2 separate regions of the Mus musculus genome follow, and region 2 is linked to region 1. Evidence: chromatin contacts called from public promoter capture Hi-C data. All regions are on one chromosome and are shown on one strand. Each heading gives the region's core, a stretch centred on a gene start, on an enhancer-like site or on the middle of the called end of the contact. The rest is flanking DNA. Distances are from core to core; before and after follow the strand shown. Region 1 overlaps Pip4k2a (phosphatidylinositol-5-phosphate 4-kinase, type II, alpha). Region 2 holds the start of Armc3 (armadillo repeat containing 3).

Region 1 (5,938 bases), core at 1,064-3,563:
CTAAGAGTTTACCCATACAATCTTTAGCTCGTGCATGCATGTTGCTAGGGATAGACCCTAGCACACCACGCATGCTGAATGCACATGGCCACTGAGCTTCACCCCCTTGGAATAACACAGTTGTAGCCTACACACTTGGGGTTTTGAAACTTTAAATGACTGCTCACACAAGCCAATGGGAGGAGAGTACACTGGACTCTTGCTTCATTTTAAAATGCCACGAGAAAGGCTGGGCCACCGTGGTTAACACCTCTGGAGTCAACTTCAGGACTCCAGGGTCTTGGTGGAAAGGATGCCGGTGGCCTTACCAGACTTCAGAGCTGGGTATAGGGCTTGTTGGAAGGAGTCCTCCCTTTATTTCTCATGGCCTGGGAAATGCAGTTTTCCCTTGGTGCTGTTTCCACCCATTACTGCTTGGTTAGAACCAGCAAACTTCATGTTAACAGGGGAAAAGCAGCCTATGGGGAGGTTTTGACAGGGGTTAAACGGGTGATGTTGCCCTGACCACATGGCTGTGTGAAAGGATGGGCTCTCTGTCTGGGAAGGGGGAAGGGAAGGGGTGAGTGAGACGGGAAGGGGGTACCAACTCTACGCCCAGGAAAAAAACCTGTGTTAGAAAGATCCTGGAACTCTTTATTCCCCGAAGCCCAGCACCAGCTTTTCTGTTTTCCACCTAGAGTTTGATGGGTAAAGACACTGAAAATTCTCAAAACAAAGCACTGAAAGGTTGGGTGCCCATACTAACATGTACGCATTTATGTATACATGCTAATATATACTTTATAGCATATTTGCAAACTCTAAAAGTTCAATCAAGTATATAAATAATTAGAACACCAAAGAACCTGTAGCTTTCATTAAAGACTTTTTTCTTTCTTTTCTTTTTAGATGCAAGTATTATAATTATTTAATTATTTTTCAAAGTTGTATCCTAATTGTGACTTTTTGGAAGCTTACTTCTGAGTTCTGTGCCATTTGCTTCTTGGCTTTAATAGCTTTGTTGTTGAAAATTGCACCTCACAAAAATACATAAATCCAGATAATGACAGAACATCACCGCTGCCTGTATTTGGCAAATTATCACATCCTCTCTTATCAACCCCTGCCAGCTGTACTGAACTTTTATTTTGTTGACTTTCTTTTGTTGTTGTTGTTGTTGTTGTTGACTTTCAAATGATAAAATTATATTTTACTGAAAACTTCAAAATTGGCCAGGGGGTTTGTCCTTCTTTGGAAGTCCAACAGATACGTTCTAAAGCAGGTAGTAAATGGACCAGAGCTCTGGGACACACTTCTCACGGGCTCCGTAGAGCATTCTGTAAGGAGTTGTGGATGGAAGAGTTTTCATGGCTGGCCCAAGTGCAGTTGTTTTGGCAAGCTGGCAAACACGGAAACTTACAAATACCTGGTTTTTATACAACTCTGGTTTCAAAACTTCAGTTTCTCTGGAGGTGTTACTTTCTGACTTACTATAGAGTCTCACCTTTCCCTCCAAAAAGGAAGTGGAAGGACTATGTATGGGGGTTTTGCCTCTAGGTAGAATTCTGCTGAGTTGCCCCTCTGGGGACTGGCAGTGTTCACCAGTGTCTAAAGTGTCATGTGTGACTCATCCTGCTTGGCTTTCCACACACAGCCTTTCTTCAATGTAGCAGTCACTTAGCAATGCCAAGCCAGGGATTGCTAGAATCAACTTCAGTGCAACTAGGAAGCAAGCTTCCCCAGGGTGTGTAATTTATTCTATTTTTAAGTCTTGAAACATTAACCCTGCCCCAAGAGCATCTGCCAACAGTAGGTACTACCTGGCAGAGGGATTTGTGCCAATTTGATCTCACATTGGATTTTGTGCATCTTTAGCCACTTCTACGACGGTAAGAGTACAGAGCTTTTCTCTATAGTGTTGTACAGGAATCGTAGTGTTTGTGTGTTGGGGCTTTGCTGTTAATGGCACCTTGTATGAAGCATATGCACATTAACCATGAAGTTTAGTGAAGTCATTTGGTAGCTCAGTGTCACATGTGACACATTACTGACTTCAGGCCCTCACTGGCCATTCCTTCCACAGATCCTCAAGACCTCAGTGTGGATTAGGGGTGGGTTGTCATTACCAAATATAGTTGAAAAGCAACCCGTGTTTTACCTAAAGTCTTTCTAGTCATTTCTGTTGTTCTGAACAACAGTTCTTTATTCCACAAAGCATTTGTATTGACTGATCTAGAGAGAACCGAGCAAGGTCAGCTCCGCGGACCCCCCCTCCCCCGCCCGCGCCCGCTCGCTTGCTCACTCTGGGTTAGCAGTAGCTTGATCGGAGGTTTCTTTGCAGACTTCCCTTTAAGCACCTGCTTGCTTTGTGGGGTTTGTTTCACTCAGCTAAAGACAAGCACAGTGTGAATCTGAGGATCAGCCCGCTGATGCATCTGATGAAATGAGTGTACAGATCATGGCAAAGGCTTAGCATGTACACTTGACACATACACATGGGGAAAAACAAAGGCCAGCCATCTGGCAGCTTATTGATATTAGTTCATATTCCAGACTGAGTGAGGTTCTGGTGGCCAGTTGGTGAGTTCTGGGTGCATGGAGGGTAATGCCTATTGGCTGGTGGGTAGGTGGGTGGGTTACAAGCAAGGTAGCTCTTAATATTGCCTATGGTGGAATTTTTTCTCTAGGGCTTTTTCCCCCAAGGGGTGGGGGAGTGTCCTGGTGTCCCTAACAGAGTGGCCTGGACTGCAGGGAAGAGGGTGGAGGTTCAGGCCCAGGAGTTGGAGTACAGGTTCTGTTAACTCCTTGGCCCAGCTGGTATCCTGCTCTCAAACCCAGAGCCTCTTGGGACCTGGTCTCAAGGAATCAGCCCTTGTCTCTGCATGTGGAAGTCCAGCCGTGGAGACAAGGCAGGTGCCCAAGTCCCTGGCCCTTGTCTCTTCTGTCAGTAACAGTCTGCTTCCTTTCTGCCTGTTAAAGATTCTCTGTGGTTTCTCCTCTTCTGTCTGTGGTATGTTTGTCTTTGCCATGGGGTTGGAGTTTTTGTTGTTTTTGTTTTGCGTTGTTGTTGTTGTTTTCTGTTGGTTTGTTTTGGTTTTCATCCCCCACTTCCTCTTTTGTCATTCCAGTAGGGTTTCTGGAAGGGAAAAGAAATAAAAATGTAGTCAATTCATCAACTCCAAGCAGGAGTCTGGGAAAACACCATTCCTGGCATAGTGGTCGCTTTCCTCATTTTGTTCTGTGGGGCAGATCTTGGGTAGTGAAGCTGGCTGCGCTTCTGCTGTGTGCTTGGAAAGGAAAACAGGAGTCTAGCCTAAGAGACCAGGAATCCAGCTTTTCCTCTCTGGAATCTTAATGCTAGGCCGGCAGTGAAATCTCTTTTTTAAAAAAATCTCTCTGGGCGATAAATAAATAAATAAAACAAAACCAGACTCCAAACCGAATCCTTTCCCTTCATCTGCGGGTTTTACTAATGACGTCTGTGTGATTGGCAGGCTAAGATGCATGGCTCTCTTGCATTGCTTACTTTCTAAGCATATGTGTTTGACTCTGGAGGATGCCAGTGGGAACATGGTGTGACGAGCCAACTTACCTTCTGCATGGCCACTTGCACCTCATTCCCAAAGGACTGTGAGAGTTAGGATCCCTGCCAGAATGACTGTCAGCACCCCATTGTCCTGATAGAATCCTGACCTCACAGGGTACATGGAATGAGAGCATCCTCCTTACAAGATGGATTCACAGGAAGTCGTAAATTATTTGAGTATATTAGAGTGAGACCGAGAAGAAAGATGTGCTCCTTTGAAGCTTTCCAGATTCGTTTCTTTTTTCTTCTTCTTCTTCTTTTTTTTTGGTTTTTCGAGACAGGGTTTCTCTGTGTAGCCTTGGCTGTCCTGGAACTCACTCTGTAGACCAGGCTGGCCTCGAACTCAGAAATCCGTCTGCCTCTGCCTCCCGAGTGCTGGGATTAAAGGCGTGCACCACCACGCCTGGCTTAACCTGCCTATTCTAAAAGAGGCCAGAAATCCAGCTTTTTGTGTAAATTTTCTGAAGTCTGATAGACAAGTAATTAATTCAAGCACTTCCTAAATTACCCAGCTGAAAAAGTACATCATTTGACATCTCTTCTCAAGCTCATTTTAAAGGCAAAGGGTGAGATCAGGGGCCTCTGGGCCCTGAATGAAGAAGTAAAACCAGCCTCAGTCATGGGTCTCTAGACTCCAAGGCTGGGGTCCTTCTCAGTAGACCACGTTGTAACATTTGTTTTCATTGGCAACGTCTTTCTTAGATTTTTTTTTTAAACTCCATATGCTTCTGGAATAACTTACAGATTTCTGGCCTTAATTCTCAATTTAATGTTGGATTCTGTGTTTTATGGGTGGTAAATTTTAACATGAATCTATTCTTTGAGTTGGTAGTGAGCCAGCCACTGAGGCGTGTCCATCAGAAATCTCTGTGGTACTGGACTGGGGAGATGATGGCTCAGTTGGAAAAGTGTTTGCCTCACAGACAGGAAGACCTGACTCCAATTCCCAGGACCTACATTTAAAAAAATGTATATATTTATAATTGCTGTGTTAAAGGAGGCAGGCACAGGAAGAGCCCTGGCGTTTACACCCAGCTAACCTAGGTAACTTGACAAGGTCAGTGAGAGACTCTTCAAAACAACAAACTGGATAGCTCCTAAGGACTGACACTTGAGGTCGACGTCTGTATGTGCAAGTGTATAGATACACATGTGCACACACTACCCACCCACAGCATGTGGAGAGGGAACAGGTAGGGAAATGACTCTTGATAATAGAGCTTTGGGGCAATGCGTTGCCGGATGGTATACTGCTCCTGGTTTTATTATTATTTTAATCAAGTAGCCACTGTGCAAAAGATTGACTCGATTGCTTTTAGTTAAAAGGAAATAAAACCGTAAGTGACTAATTTAGGGTTTTGAGTTTGCAGGTGAAGGAGACAGACTCTTTTGTCTGTGCTTGTATCTGAGCTTTGCTATCAGAACAATTTCATTTGCCCTGTCATAATGAAACATTGTTTTCTAGATAGTGGAAGGTAGCTCACTCTTGGATCCTGTCATCTGTGTGATCTGTAATATGGAAGTATTAGCTTTTCCAAAATGGCCTCAGAAATGAGTATTGATGGAACGGCTGTAGGAAATTGGCCTCACCCAGTAACAAGTAAAGATACACTTTGCAAATACCTTCAGCTAGCCGCCTGTTATTCCTGCCCCTGTAATTGGCTCTAATTTGCTCTGCCTGCCCCACCGAAACCTCAGAACTTTCTAATTGGTATTCAGTTTGCAGGGTTAACTGTAACCAGAGCCACTCCAGCCCAAGTGTGGGCCATATGCCTGTGTCTGGACTGGTTTTGAAAGTTCTTAATTGTTTCAACCTATCTCTGTGACAAGGTTGTAAAAAGTATTTACAAATGATGTGCAAATTATTGAAGATTTGATTTCCCCTTGCATGGAACTTACTAGTTACAAGTGACTATCCAATTAATACTAAAATCTGATTTTAAAAAATTTAGGTTAAAAAAAAATTAGGTAATTCTTCCCAAAGTTAAGTTAGTAGGAAAGATGTAATTTGAAAATGTGTTACTGTTGTTGTTGTTGTTGTTGTGATTTTGTTCCCTCTCTGCTACTCTTCTGCTTTGTTTTGTTTTTATTGTTGAAACAAGATATCTGTGTTTTTCCTCATTAGTTTCAATTGCAAATTATTGTAACCTTCAAAGCTGTAAGTTTCTTTGGTCTGCATCCCCTGTGATAACAAATAAGGCTGCTCAAAAAGAGCTGGGGCAGGGATCTCAGTGGCTATCAGTAATAATCAGTGAACGTTCCCATTTGTGTGAGTGTGGACCCGTCATGTGTGGGAGTTGGTAGAACTGGCCACGGCCTCCGACTCCTGCCACACACTATAAATACTGTTTTCATTCATTTCCTAAGTGGAAT
Region 2 (5,938 bases), core at 1,463-3,962, 280 kb before region 1:
CACCAGAAACTTACCACATCCTTAGGGGGAGGTTCAACTTCCTTCTTTATCTTTTTACCCATCCTAGAAAAAAAAAGAAGCAAAAATATGATCTGTACATCATAAATTGGTACATCTTCCATGATCTCAGTTATCTATGTTCTCAGGAGGAGCGTCATTTCTTCTTCACATTTTACCAACTAAAGCATGCAGTTGATGTTGGAATTACAGCATATGCACAAAATATTATGGACGTCCCTGTTGGAAACATTGATTTTCAAGGAACTTTTTGGTAAGATTGCTGAACACTGGTGTTATTAAACAAGAAAAATCACAGCACAACTCACCAACTCTGTGGGTTTGTTTGTTTGTTTTATGCAAATATGTTGTGCACTTGCGGTATCTAGCCCATGATATGAATTCAGTATTATGAAAATCATTAGCTCTATTTTCCTGTGAATAACGCTTTGGTGAAAAGAAGAGTAAGTTACCAGAGACCGATGAGAAACCTTAGGATGGGATAGGATAGGGCCTTCAGAGTCAGGAATAGTTCAAATTGCTTGTCAGAGCTCAAAAGCAATATCTGGTTTTATAGACACTGGGCAGAATGCGATGTACACATTCAAAGGCCAAATAACTCAAACACTTCTAAAAGGCATCTATTCCATGCGACTGACTTCAAGCCTTTGAGCCCTAAGGTCTGTGAGGAACTAGTCAGGCTTACTCTATACTGGGCTACCTTATGCCTTATACACTATACTTAAATGTTAAAAACAAAACACCCATAGCCTCCACTAAATATGTCTGTATAAATAATATTTAGATGTATTCATTTTATGTATACTGTGTTTTGCCTTCATATATGTGTACCATGTGCATGCTGGGTGCCTGAGGAGGCTAGAAAAGGGTGTTGGACCCCTGAAACTGAAGTTATAAACTTGTGAGCTGCAATGTGGGTGATGGGAACCAAACAAAGTCCTCTTAATCACTCACCCATCTCTCTAGTTCCCAAATTTTTCATCAGGATTGCTTTAGAATTCACTCAGCAACTAGTGGATACATGAAAATTCTTACAAAATGAGAAAACTATCTTAAAATGTATGGAAATGTACCATTAGTAAAACATTAAAATACCAATTTCCAATTTTCTTTTTATATATTAGCACCAACATTTCTTCTAAAATTTCAAATACTCATACATACTTGAAAAGTACATAGGCCCTTGGTTTTGAGCTTGTTTCATTCAGGAAGACACACAGGAACTATTCCAGAACAGCGAGAAGCTATCGTAGGCACAGGGGTAAGTTCATAGGTCAAAATAAGTTCATAAGCTATTGAAAGACATACCAGCAACTGATTTATAACAATTCCTGCTAAAGGACATTCAGGAGACAAGTTACACCCACACAAAACTATGTGGAGTTATCTCAGTTGTCCTCAGACTAATGTCTTCTATTCCTGGATGATGTTTTGAACAGTTGAATAATGAACAGTGCAGAGAATAAATACACACAGCATTGCAAACATGGATGGGTCCTGGGCAATGCTCCAAAGTTAGAGGCGGCTGGATTTTACCACTATATTGGGTGTAGGATGGCTGTTCAGGGGCTTAGATGTAATCCTCTGGTATAAGTGGGAGCAATTTGCCATAGACACAATGAACAAAGTAAAATTTACCAAAGATAAGTGGGTTTTTGTTTTTGTTGTTGTTGTTTTGGTTTTTGTTTGTTTTGTTTTTGTTTTTGTTTTTGTTTTACCATCTTGCCTAAATTGTATTGCCGATTGTCAATTTCCTTACCTGGGACCATTTTCCTAAGAAATTATTAAAGGGCAAGTTCAAAACCTTTCCATTTCCATTTATTCTCCATTGGTCAGCATATCATTTAAATAATGTTTTTTCAAGTTCATTACTCATCTAGCATCCATTTCCAGTTTTCTGGAATTATGGCCAAGGCTGCAACGAACGTCTTTGGATATACACAAAATTCACCCACCTACCTTTTTTTTTTTTTTTGGAAACAGCTAAAAGATAGCGGGATGAATAGGTACCAGGTTCATTGTACTGATTATGACAATGGGTGTGGCTTAAATGAATACGTTTCATAGCCACATTTGCCCTATTTGTTATTTGTTTCCCCATTCTCTCCTGCAGCCCTCTCAGTCTCTGAGCTTTAGGTAGTCGCTAAGGCAGAAGCTGCCTTTAAGCAGAACTAAAGCCGCAGTGGAGGGCTGAAGCAGGTAAGGTCCTACTTCAAGAATCGCTTACAGTCAAGTGACTGGATCTTAGCTCCTCAAATCGCTCTTAGAGCTCCAGGTTTGCTCCGTTAAGTGACCTCGTAACTGCGGGTGCAGGTCTGGGACAGTTTGTCTGGTGTACTGTTCCTTTGTCCCAACGGTCCCCACCTGTGCACTGAACGCTACAGTTTGCCCTGTCTTCTAGTCCTTGGCCTCTCCAACCCTCGGGACAGGTGTGCATCCGTGCCTGTCGTTTACCTGCGCGGAGTCAAGTCTCAAGAAGCAGTGGCTCTGTACATGTGGCAAACTCCACTGGCCTCTGAGGGTCTGTGTTGATGTTTGTTGCTAGGCGACGCTGGGCTGCGCATGCGTGCTCTGCCCGGAATTAGTTCTTAGCCCCAAGGCTCCCTTTGTCCAGCTCCAAAGTGATCGATCAATCAATCCTGCAGGAACCACAATCGTGCCATGGCAAGTCTAACAAGGCTCAAAATCTCCTCCTCTCCCTCCCTTCCTCGTCTTCAGATATTCTTTCCAACGGCCCAAATAAAGACGATCCTGTTTGCTCTCTCGCCCTCTGCCCCCTAGCCATCCTCTCAGTAAAGAAGCCATCAGTTAATTGGCTCCTTCCCTTACTAGATCTTTCTCATGTTCTTACTGCCACCACATTCCAGGTCATCGCAGCTAATGACTCTAGTTTCTCCTCCCGGTTTTTCCTCTACACCATAGATGTACACCGCCCCATCCCTCTCCCCCTTCCCCCTTCCCAGTCCCCCGGAAATAATTGTTCTGGTCTTGTCCCTCTATTGCTCGAATGTTTGTAATTTTCTTAGGAAAAGGCATTGTCCCCAAACTGTTTGCCTGTTTGATGCCACCCCCCACCCCCCGCTGCCTTATTTCCAGTCTCTTCTACCTCACCCCCTCCCCCAGCTTCTCATTCCAAATCCCCATTTCCTTTCCCAGCTGTGCTCTCCTGGGCACTGTTTATCTTCCAGGCCGACTCTTCCTTCATTTCTACTTATCAAGCTGGGCTGGTGCAGTCACCAGAAAGAGCCCGTCAGTTTCCTTTAGGGGTCCATCTCTCCACCCCTTACACTTTGCAGACTCCTGTCCCACCTGCTCTCTGTTCTCTCGGCCCTAACAGGGCCGGATGCATCTCACAGTTGTGACCTTTCCAACTTCTGTTGTTCACAGTTGTGACTTTCCTCTTCCTGCCATCTTAATCACCTAACAAGCAGATTTTTACATGTTTAACAACTATTTCTATCAAAGTATTTGTGGGCAAATATATCACGTGATTTCTATATTTTGGTTAAACTTTGACTAATATCTTAACTAACGCAATTCATTATCTTCCTTTTTCCAGCCCCCTATATGTATATAAATATAATAATTTCTCAAGTACACAGTGACATTTTCTGCCCTTTACTCCCTTAATTGGTCCAAAAACCATTGCTCATTTTTCATATCTATCGTCAAGATTTCCTCCAGAAAGTCTCGCTCCTCCAGGCCCACAAAGCATTCCTTATTTTATACCATTGCTCTAACTTACATGTGTGCTAGTCCCAGTGTTTTCCTATGACATTATAAACTGTGTGTGCGCATGTGTGCGTGTGGGTGTATGTTTGACTGTGTACTAGTATGCATGCTCTCCCACCTAGGCCATTTCTAAATGGACATTTGGTGAACACTTATTCTAAGCCAGAGAGTTATGAGCTTTTAACGCGAGTCATATAAGCCCCACCCTAATTTTATGAGGTATGAGCTAAGTAGTTGGCATAAAGTCACTTTTCTAGTAAATGGCAAAGACAGACGTGTAGTGAGATCGGTTTGACTTTTATAGGCATGTCCTGCGCTAGTACATCATACACATGTCTTAAAAATACAATATTACAAGTCATAAAGAGATTTTTTTATGAAATAATTTAAATCAGTGTTTTGATCTTTGTATAGACTTTTCTTGACTCAATATGTCTTGTATTCAGGTTTTTGGGGGAGGGATTCATGTTTATTTAAAACACACAGTTGGTGAGCTTTGACCAGGGTTTAAAGTTGTGGGGACAACTGCCACCATGAACATAGGACATTTCTGTCATCCCAAGTGTCCTTCATCTTTCTTTGACATCAAGCCTCTCTCCCCTACTTTCCTTGAGCCACTGCTCTCTCTTCTTTCTCTATAATCTTGCATTTTCTGGAATGTCTTGTAAATGAAACCAAACAGCATGCAGCCTTTTCTGCCTGGCCCCTTTAATCTGCCATTCATGTCCCTGAGACTTGTCCCTGGTTCTCTTCCTTACTGAGCTGCACAGACAGCTGCTGATGTTGATCCAAGCACATTCTAATTTGTGGATGGTATAAATCCATCTTCTCTGACCATTCAGACATTGGTTTAGGGAGTACATGTTTCCTTCTCCCTGGGAAAATATCAGGAGTAGAATTCCACTTCTAGTTTTTGAGGCAAGGGTGTGGTTAGTGTCATGAGAACCTGCTAGTTGCTTTCCACACCGACAATGCAACTGTAAATAGGGGAGAACTCCAGTTGGGAAGTACACTCTACAGGACTTGATACTGTAAAGTCCTTGCATTCGCAGTCATTCCAGAGGGTGAATGTGCTATCTCTTCTAGGTTTTATTTAGTTTCATTTCTTCATTTTGTGAGGAGATGGAATATGTGCTATGGTGTTCTTGTGGGACACCAAAGGGACAGTATGTGGGAGTCAGTTCTCTCCTTTCCCACGTGGGTTCTGAAGATTGAACTCAGGTCTTCAGGCTTGTGCAACAGCTCTTTTACCTGATGAGCCCTCTTGTTGGCCCTCTTTTACTGGTTTTTAATTTATATTTCTCTCTCGTGATGTTGATCTCCTATGCTCTTGTGTTCCTCTGTCTTCTTCAGTGAAATATCAGCTTAAATATGTTTTTCTACTTTTATAAGTGAGTTGTCTTTCTAAGTTGTAAGAATTGTTTTATATATCAGTAATTTATCATAAATGTGATTTAGAAATATTTCTCACCAATATATGGTCTATTCTTCTCATGTCCTTTTTAAATTTTAATTTTTTCGGTGCATAGGTGTTTTGCCTGCTTGTATGTCTATGCACCATGTGTGTGCAGGGCCTGATGAGTCCAGAAGACATCAGATCCTCTGGAGCTGGAGTTACAGCCATCTATAAACTGCTATGTAATGGTGGGAATCCATCCTGGGGCATCTGGAAGTGCTCTTAACCACAGAATCATCTCTCCAGCCTTCTATCTCTCATTTCTTTTTTTTTTAATTACGTATTTTCTTCAATTACATTTCCAATGCTATCCCAAAAGTCTCCCCCCCCCAACTCCCCTACCCACCCATTCCCATTTTTTGGCCCTGGCATTCCCCTGTACTGTGGGGCATATAACGTTTGCCTGACCAATGGACCTCTCTTTCCAGTGATGGCCAACTAGGTCATCTTTTGATACATATGCAGCTAGAGTCAAGAGCTCTGGGGTACTGGTTAGTTCATAATGTTGTTCCTCCGATAGGGTTGCAGATCTCTTTAGCTCCTTGGATACTTTCTCTAGCTCCTCCATTGGGGGCCCTGTGATCCATCCAATAGTTGACTGTGAGCATCCACTTCTGTGTTTGCTAGGCCCCAGCCTAGTCTCACAAGGGACAGCTATATCACCGTCCTTGCAACAAAGGCTTGCTAGTGTATGCAATGGTGTCATCGCTTGGAGGCTAATTATGGGATGGA

The links. Promoter capture Hi-C pulls out the DNA fragments that hold promoters and counts their contacts.
Region 2: a promoter capture Hi-C map of pre-B cells shows a contact between it and region 1, with 2.6 times the contacts expected there. The contact joins the promoter of Armc3 here to the enhancer-like site in region 1. A contact is called at or near these places in 3 of 39 promoter capture datasets (hippocampal neurons, liver and pre-B cells) and 1 of 9 other capture datasets (embryonic stem cells).

The regions. Positions count from the first base shown.
Region 1 is chr2:18,913,191-18,919,128 of GRCm38.p6, reverse strand. The region is part of intron 1 of Pip4k2a (phosphatidylinositol-5-phosphate 4-kinase, type II, alpha); the gene reads left to right. Among named protein-coding and RNA genes, the nearest start is that of Gm33534, 37 kb to the right of the region's middle. Within about 2 kb of position 2,313, at least 102 of the 459 cell types and tissues checked have an H3K27ac peak or open chromatin away from gene starts, as enhancers often do. A contact at or near this core is called in pre-B cells, where this site is marked.
Region 2 is chr2:19,195,892-19,201,829 of GRCm38.p6, reverse strand. Armc3 (armadillo repeat containing 3) reads right to left here and starts at 2,712. Exons shown (of 20, transcript NM_001081083.2): 1 at 2,473-2,712; 2 at 15-63. The coding sequence starts at 62.